Linked DNA regions of Gossypium hirsutum: all the other regions are linked to region 1. A link is a contact called in public Hi-C data. All regions are on one chromosome and are shown on one strand. The core of a region is the stretch at or near the end of the contact, and the rest is flanking DNA. Distances in the headings are between cores, read along the strand shown. Region 1 holds the start of LOC107920006. Region 2 holds the start of LOC107920365 (5'-deoxynucleotidase HDDC2). Region 3 holds the start of LOC107918724 (protein NRT1/ PTR FAMILY 4.6-like).

Region 1 (2,888 bases), core at 163-2,662:
GAAGACGTAATTCGTAAACAAGTCGTGTCAGGAAACTCTTGTCAAGTTGAAGTGTATCTAATGTAACTACAGAAGAACTAGGGCATTTACCTTTGTGGACACACTCTAGTTTCCAGAAGTTGTAAATCAGCAACAAAAACAAACATCAGAACATTGCTCTTCCACACAACCATAATTGTTCGGATTTTAAAAGCATATACTATGGAGTCATAACTCAAAACAAGGACCACTTTTACAAGTTGAACTTTTTCAAAGGAATAAGGCGAGGCGAGAAAAAGGAAAGAAAATGAGTAAAAGCCAATCATTAAAGCTATATCTAGAGACAGATCCAAAAATATTGTTTACATTAGCTACCTTTAGAGGTTAGTATACACTTACTATATGGAATGGTGATCCATCCATCTTCTTCACAAACATCAATGTGGTTCTCTGGGACAGAAGATTTCTTACCACTCCCAACACCAGCATTATCACCTAAATGTCCATTGGTTTCGGCATCATGGTTTTCAACTGTAGGGTACTCAGGTAATGGATCTTCACCAATAAGCCCTTCTAAAGATGTTGCAGAACTCGAAACATAAGTAGATTCCGCCACCTCTTCTTGTACTGGAGGTGGCTCTGGCACTGCCTGTTGATTGGACCGCAACAGCAGAAAGTTCATTATTTCCACCAAAATCAGCTTCTGCAAAATCAAACACCAAAGACACTTTACAACTCGAATACTAAAAGTAAAGTTGCAACAGGAAACAAGAACGCCACCAGAACTGGTGCATCTGATGCTTGTATCTCATTCAGAATCAGTCTCGATTTCTCACATGAAACTGAAGATTAAATGTAAAGCAAGCAGCATGATCAAAACCACTCAGAGAACATTCCCTTTTCCTACAATAACCTTAACTACATAAGCGGATCTTGCCCTTAAGTCTAATAATTACCTTGAATTTCAGCTTTCCGAAGTTCAGAATAAAGTTGAAGTAAAAGAAAACAAATATAAATAATTCAAACAAAGTAAAATCACTGAAATAAATCCTTTTTACACTGGATTAACCATGAACAATCTAAATTTCCTCATCATGAAAAATTTATAACCAAGAAATTCCAAAGCAAGACAAAATTCAAAAAAGAAAACGAAGAATGAAAAGAAAAAAGAAAAACAAAAATGCCATTGAACAATTTGCTTTCGATCAGACATAGCAAAGAAATTAGTCAAATAGATGATGAGAAAAAGGAAATCCTATATTGTTTTACCTGATCGGAGATCAAAGGCTGTGGAGGGTTTTCGTTTTCTTTTTCGTTTTTTTTTTAATTGTTTTTTGCCTGGTGCCTGGGAAATGGGAGATCCAATTTCCTGACGGGACTCTATAACTTGATCGGTTGTTCGATCTCGTTCTAGGTCGTTTGATTATTTTTTCGGTTTCGGGGTTGACTACCTTCTGGCCCGAGTTAGATCCGTACGAAATTAAGCCCTCAGCATTTAGCCCATCCCCATACAGCAATTGCCTTTTGCAGCCCAATCCTTTTCCTTTTCTCTGACATTCTAATCGGATTCAACCCAATTAAATTTAGAATCGAATTACGTAAAATTCATAGGATTTTTGAAATATAAGACTACAGAAATATCGAGTATGTTACATTACCCCATTCGATTCATTTGGCTGAAAGAAGATTTTTACATGTGATTGACGACATATACTATTACCTACAAACATATTTTACTAAATTGACATTGTTATAGAATTTATTTGTTTAGTTCCTTTAATTTTTTTCTTAATTTTCATAAAATTATTATAAATTATGATAATTCCTATTTTTATTATAATTTATATATTGTTAAATTCCTATTTTATTATAATTTACATACTATTAAATAAATATATGATGTTAAAATCAATTTATAAATTATAACTGTATATCATAATCATAATTAATATATTAATAAATAAAATTTTAGAGTAGACATAATAATTATAATTTTAAAGTATCAAATTAATATTTCAATGTTAAGAAAAAAAATATTATTGTTTTTAATTAAACTTAAATTTTATTTGAACAAAAAAGGACAAAATTTATTAAAATAATACAAATAGAGGGTAAATTAGTCCAAAATTTAATATTACACCCATAAACAAATGTAAGAATTAATTGTATTGACATTACACCCTATATTACAACATATTGGGACTATCTAGGAATGTAAGATTATAGGGTGGCTGGAATGTTAAGAATTCAAATTATGTAATCTTATTCCAAAATGTGAGATTACATGGTATAATGTTATATTCAATGAATCAAACACACTCTTAGCATTGCTTCTTCTTTTTTTTTATCTATAAGACTCAAACTCAAAACTTTACTTAAGCAACACCGAGTTCCTTACCACGTTATCTAATAATCAGATAACTTTTTTTTCTCTACTTAAGCTCCTTTTGGATGTTGTTTGGCTCTAGTGAGATGAGATTTCTCTCAATTTTTGTGCACTCGCACCACAATAATCTCTTTGGGAAAAAATGCTTTTATTTGGTCAAGACACTCCCAACGCACTACAACTCTAGTTTTCCACTAGGGTGTAAAAGCTATGCATACAAGATTTTTTGTTCTTTTTTGGAAAGTAATTGTTTTCATTAAAGTTGAAAAGAGGATACACAATGAAAAGAGAACACCCATGAAACATTAGTGGTTTGAAGAGAAAAAAACCCCTACAAAAACAGGATACATGATGAAGATAAAACATGGTACATGAGTTGTAGAGTAAGAGACAAAAGCATCAACGGTTTGAAGAACGTGGGGTACAAGTAGTGGCAAAGCCAAAGGGCTAGCAGGGGCTCAACCCCCTCTAAAATGGAAATTTTTTCATTTAAGCCCCTTTATAATCTATAAAATTTCAAATT
Region 2 (2,888 bases), core at 195-2,694, 450 kb after region 1:
AATCATATTTAGATTCTTATGCCTCCTAGGATTTCGCCTTGAGAAAGTTACTGAGTCAATGTTAAAGACTAAGTCTTCATGCATGTTTATTTCCAAGGAAATTAAAATTTCATGGCAAGTACTACATAAGACTAGAGAACATACAAGAATTTCATAACTCAAGATAACATAAAAATAACTTATATAAAATAAAAAATTATGCTTGCATTTGAACTAACTTATGAACAGAAATTTCCTCTGAACATTCATTTATTTCAGCAGACTCATGTGAAAAGATTAAAAAATACTTGAAAATTTTAAAAATTCCTGCAAATATTGCCTTACCCCCTCTTTAAACAGAAACAATGTCATCATTGTAAAAACAAAGTAATGAATGAAAACTAAACACCAGGTTAGGTTATAAGAAAAGAAATGTGAGTCATAAAGACTACTCATCATAATTGAAAATTCTGATTTCTTCATAGTATTTGAAGAAGTGGGCATAGGAATAGTCAATTCAAGATCAATACTTGGTTTAACTGGCTCATCAGAATTCAGCTCCACACTTGGTTCAGAGTTGTTTAGTGCTTTTATCGATTCAGGATTGCTCAGTTCTTCCTCAGATTTTGCTTCTTCTGTCTTATCAACTGAGTTAGCTTCCGATTCAGATTTATTTAACGACTCATCAGTTTTTGGTTTGGTTGGTTCACTCGACTCAATTGGGTTCAACTCATGGATATTCTCCACAACCTTTCAAGATCATGCCTTGTGATGCAACCTTGAACATACTGACCCTTCAAGTTTGCTTTTAATTTAACTTAGGCCCTTAAGTAAAATGAAGTAATCAATGATGGAAAGTAGGCACTTCCTACCTTTTTTCTAGCACAATCATGGATCTCATTGTGAATAATTTTTTCAACATTGATAGACTTTTCTGTCATAATTGCATACAACAAAAGCATTCGTTCCATCGAGATGGTAGAACTATGTGAGATAGGCATGAAGCTATATCGAACAAAGTAGAACCATACCTTTGCCAATGACTTTGATTGCACCAAAGCTATCGTTCCATTTCTTGTCGAACGTGCAACAGTCAAAGTCACAACAGTTAATATTATGATATATAAAACATAAATTCTAAAAGCTTTTTAAACAATTACTATGGATTATTTGTAAATTTTAATATTTATAAATCATATTCTAGATATTTAGAGAAGCAAGTTAACTGATAAAGGAATAAAGTTGCTTGAGATTGAATTCAAATTCTTACGCTTACAATGTAATATTTTTACCCCTAAACCAAGGGATTATAGACAAATATAAATGAATTTAGCTAAAATTTGAAACCTATATTTCAAATAAAAAAACTTAAATAACCATGAATTGCCCCATAAACATTTTGAGTTACACCAAAGCCCTAGCTGTTTTAAATAAATTCAATTTAAAAAACAAAAAGAAGAAGAAGAAGAAGAAGAAGTGAAAAACATAATAAAGGAGTTGGTTTCTACGGCCTTTATTTGTTCCTTTTAAAAGGGTCGTATAATGGGATCCGTTTAACGTAGAAGACTCAGAAAGGAAGAAAGCCTGATATTTCGCATTTAAGACCAAAAGTTAATCGGTAGCCCAACCAAATCGGACCTCGTTTCTCGGACCCCCTCCATCATGCAAAGCCATTAAACCAAACCTTTAAAATCTCCGGCGTACGCCCTCCCCTTCCTCCGCCTTCCATTATGGCTTTCTCTGCTTCTCCCCACTGCGCACCTCCCTTACATCGTTTCGGCCTTCGCCGCTTTCCGCCGCCACAGCCGCCGCTCGCTTTCATGCGCTGCCCTTTCTTCTCCTCCTCCTCTCGACCCGTTTACTTCTCCCCGGCTCCCACCCTGAGGATCATCGTCTCTGCCAATTCCAAGAAACCTTACTCCGGGAGATCCGCCGATTCGACGTCGGCCTCCGCCATTGATTTTCTCACATTGTGTCACAGTCTTAAGGTATAAATGAAAACATAAACTTTTGCCGTTCGTTCTGTTTCCTTCACGCTCTGTTTCGATTGAGTATAGTTTAATAGCTCAATTATCTGTTTAGATACCAAGTAAGAGTAAACAAACATGGTCGAAGAGTTACAAATAGAAATTTAAGCTTGGGTTTTACGTGGTAAATATTTGTAGAGCTGTGTTATCTTTGCTTGAGCCCCACCTTTGTATCCCTCTGTCTTCCATTTGAATCATTCAGGGAAGAAAAGACTATAGTTACTGATGACTTTGTTAATCCTATAGACCACAAAAAGGAAGGGTTGGATCAATCACGGGATAAAGGGTCCTGAATCAATTGCTGACCATATGTACCGCATGGCGTTGATGGCTTTGATCGCTGGTGACCTTCCTGGTGTGAATAGAGAAAGGTTCACTCTCATCATAACATATGATATATTTCAGGGCCCATGTTCTTCATTAAGTTATCAACTTCCAAGTTTGTCAATCTGATTTATGTATTTTCTTTTTTCTTTCATGGTAATTGATGGAAATGTTAGGAGGATGAGCTATTTCTTTTGTATTATTTTCTTTGAGCGGATTTAGCTTATAATAGAAGTTGGAGATGAGTTTATGTGATTTTTTATTCTTGCCTTTTCTTTCTTTTCAATTTTTTTTTTTTTTTTGCTTTATGCTTTTGTTGGATGTTATTTAGGGAAGCTTTATGTCTTTTATCCATTCAACTTTTGCAGGTGTATTAAGATTGCAATTGTCCATGATATTGCAGAAGGTACTCTCCTATGTCTGCATCTTCTATCATTATCATTAGTGTACGTCAAATTTGCAATAGCCATGCTATACGAGTACTTTTGTTGTTAAAATCAGTAATGGTACAGAAGTTGTTTTCCTCAAAAGAAGGAAAAGGTAAACCTATAAATTAGG
Region 3 (2,888 bases), core at 115-2,614, 380 kb after region 1:
AGCCATAACCACCTGTCGCGTTGGCTTTATCGTGTGCTTTATTAGATACTATTGAAGATCAATAAGACAAGATAGATGTTACCATCTGTGCTGAATTTGAGAAAACAAAAGTATCCTCTTGTTGCAACGCGTACGCCACATAATACTTTTACCCTCCCCCCCCCCCTTTTTAAGGCCAAGGCGTTGGCTTCCATTGGCTTACGTTCCAGGGGGACCCCAACACAAACACTGGCCTACTCCACGCCCCCACGTCTGAAGTTTGTCATTTTATATAAAATTTGATGCTCTTTTGAAGAATATTTCAAAGCCTTAACCAACATAATCAATAGTTGTTGTAAGCTTTTTTTTCATATGATGAAAGATGATAAACAGACCCTTTTATTGGTTTTTGTTTTGTTTTTGGGGTCTGAGAGAAGAAAAAGAGAGAAATTTATGGGACATTTATCACGAACACCTCGATGGTTGTACCTAAACAGACGGTGTTCCTTGGATCTATATGCCAAAGAGCTTGCGCCTGTGACAGGCCCTTAGGCCTTTAATGCTTCTACACACGGATTTTTGTCTTTATTTTTCTTTTAAAACGGTATCCCATATCAGGTTTCATGCAAAAAATAATAATAATGCAAGTGACATGCAAACTACGGGAAAAAAAAACAAGTTTCAGAAACGGTGAAATTAGTACCAGGAATTCGATGAGTGCGCTTATGAGGTAGATGTGGTAAGTGGTGAAGAAGGCATCAGACAAGAAGCCACCAAGGAGAGCCAAAAGGAAAGCAGTTCCCATGAAATTGGTGACATTGTTTGCAGATTTTGATGGAGATAAGTGCATGTACTTTGACAGATACAGCACCAGGTTGCTTGCATTTGCCAAGTAGGCCAAGTTCTCCAGCACTTCCACAACTACACACAAACACATAGGATCCATCATTAGAACCATATGATAGAACTATAAAAATTAAAAAGAAGATAAAAATAGCATTTGTGGGAGTGAAGACTAACCCAAGGCAAAGGAAGCAGCAAGCATGCCACCATGTTTGCCCCTTAAAGCAGGCTTATTCCTCCAATCCACATACCCTTCCCATCTGGTATTCTGATACCCTCCTTCCTACATTAAAAACTCATCATAAAAAAAGAGTTAGTAACTAAGAAATTTCTTCTTGTGTTTCTGTTAGAATGAAACAAAAAGGCAAGAACAAAGAGAAAAGGGGAACCCACCATTGCTTTTTTTGTTTTTGAACTTGTATAGGATATGAGGTGAGAGAAGTGAAGATTTGAGTTGAAAAGCAAGGGGGGATGAGTGGTGGGGGTATTTAAAGAGCATTAGATTCAACTTGGAGGGAGAGAATGGTCTAAAAAGCCATTTAGAAAATGACTTTGATGGATCCCCCTTTGGAACTCCTTTTGCGTTTACTAAGAATTCTTCTTTTCTATTTTGCACTTTCTTATTCAAACAGACCCCCCCCCCTTTTTCTTTAATGCATTAAAGTCAAGACTACTCTATCTCCATGTGAATACACAGGTTCTTATTATCAAACATTACTTACTATAGGTTACAATTAAATACTAGGTGAGAAGTATCCGATCCTCTTCGAAGTGTCTAAATTATTATAAACAAAATTAACCATGGCAAAATTTAAAATAAATATAACTTGAACAAAAATAATAGTAAATAAAAATGCATTAATTAAAACATAATTAAGATAAAGAACACGTAACAACAACATAACCCTGTGATCTCGAGCCTTGACTTTTATGAGTTGAGGAATTTATGAAGTAGATAAGGATTGAGCAATGCATATAACCAAAATTCATCTATTTTTTACACACATAAAATCAATCCATGACGCAATTTGAAAATAAATTATTAAAAGAAGCAATGGATTTATTTATTTATCATTATTATTACTGAAAGACAGTATGACCACCGTATGAGGGATAAAAGGAATAGTGATGAAAGATGCAAATTGAGTCAAAATTTCGCATCATCTTAAGTTATATATCAACTTATAATTTGAATGAAGAAACAACTGAGAGAAATATTATTTATTATATTTACTCATAGTTTTAATATCTCAACTTTAATCTCATAAATTTTACTTCTTTTACTTTTATGATATTATTAATTTTGATTTTATGAGTTATTTTCATTAAAGTGATTTTTTTCTTTAAAAAATTTTAAACATTCTATTAACATATAAATTTATTATCGATTTAACATTGTTGATTAGATTTTAACATTACTTTAATTGTGTGATTGAATATATTTTTTAAAAAAAATAGTGTGAGGGACCAATTTATATCAAATTAAGTAAAGAGATTAAATCTCAAATTTTAATACAATAGAGGATTAAAACCATAATTAAACTAGCAGATGGAAATACTTAATCTGTCGATTACTCTTAAAATTATAAGTACTCTTCACAACATATAGCGACGACGGCCATGTGATATTTATAGTTTGTGCTTTAACATAATGTTTTTTTTTCAGAATTGACATAATTATTACAACTTTTATTGACAAAAAAATATTACAATTTTTGGAAATCTTTATATATTACAAAAACGAGCAATATTGTTTCTATAATATATATATATAGTTTCAAAATCAACGGTTACGAGGTAAAGTTAATTAAATGATTTGTAATTAGTTAAAATATGACTTGATATTTTTAAATGACGTAATTTATTCATTTGATTTGTTGTATTTTAAAATATTAAAATTGATAAATTTAATCAGAAATTGGGTTAGGTTAAAAAGCAACTATTTATACTTTATAAAATTTATTCCATGTCACGTCATATTTTAAATTAATGTAATATTATTTACTTGAGTTTATCTCATTAACTGAACAAATACTTTTTCAAGTACTACGAAAATGATATTTTGC

Evidence for each region. Hi-C and Micro-C count contacts between places; a contact is called where the count stands out from the background.
Region 2: a contact with region 1 is called in a Hi-C map of leaf, with 3 times the contacts expected there. The contact joins the promoter of LOC107920365 here to the promoter of LOC107920006 in region 1. A contact is called at or near these places in 9 of 34 Hi-C or Micro-C datasets (callus, hypocotyl, leaf and 1 more).
Region 3: a Hi-C map of hypocotyl shows a contact between it and region 1, with 1.9 times the contacts expected there. The contact joins the promoter of LOC107918724 here to the promoter of LOC107920006 in region 1. A contact is called at or near these places in 5 of 34 Hi-C or Micro-C datasets (anther, callus, hypocotyl and 2 more).

Annotation. Positions count from the first base shown.
Region 1 is chrD13:10,863,160-10,866,047 of Gossypium_hirsutum_v2.1, forward strand. LOC107920006 reads right to left here and starts at 1,413. Exons shown (of 11, transcript XM_041110241.1): 1 at 1,249-1,413; 2 at 379-682. The coding sequence starts at 661.
Region 2 is chrD13:11,315,606-11,318,493 of Gossypium_hirsutum_v2.1, forward strand. LOC107920365 (5'-deoxynucleotidase HDDC2) reads left to right here and starts at 1,445. Exons shown (of 8, transcript XM_016850046.2): 1 at 1,445-1,967; 2 at 2,253-2,377; 3 at 2,699-2,736. The coding sequence starts at 1,710.
Region 3 is chrD13:11,242,812-11,245,699 of Gossypium_hirsutum_v2.1, forward strand. It overlaps LOC107918724 (protein NRT1/ PTR FAMILY 4.6-like), which reads right to left and starts at 1,365. Exons shown (of 6, transcript XM_016848311.2): 1 at 1,216-1,365; 2 at 1,000-1,105; 3 at 683-900. The coding sequence starts at 1,218.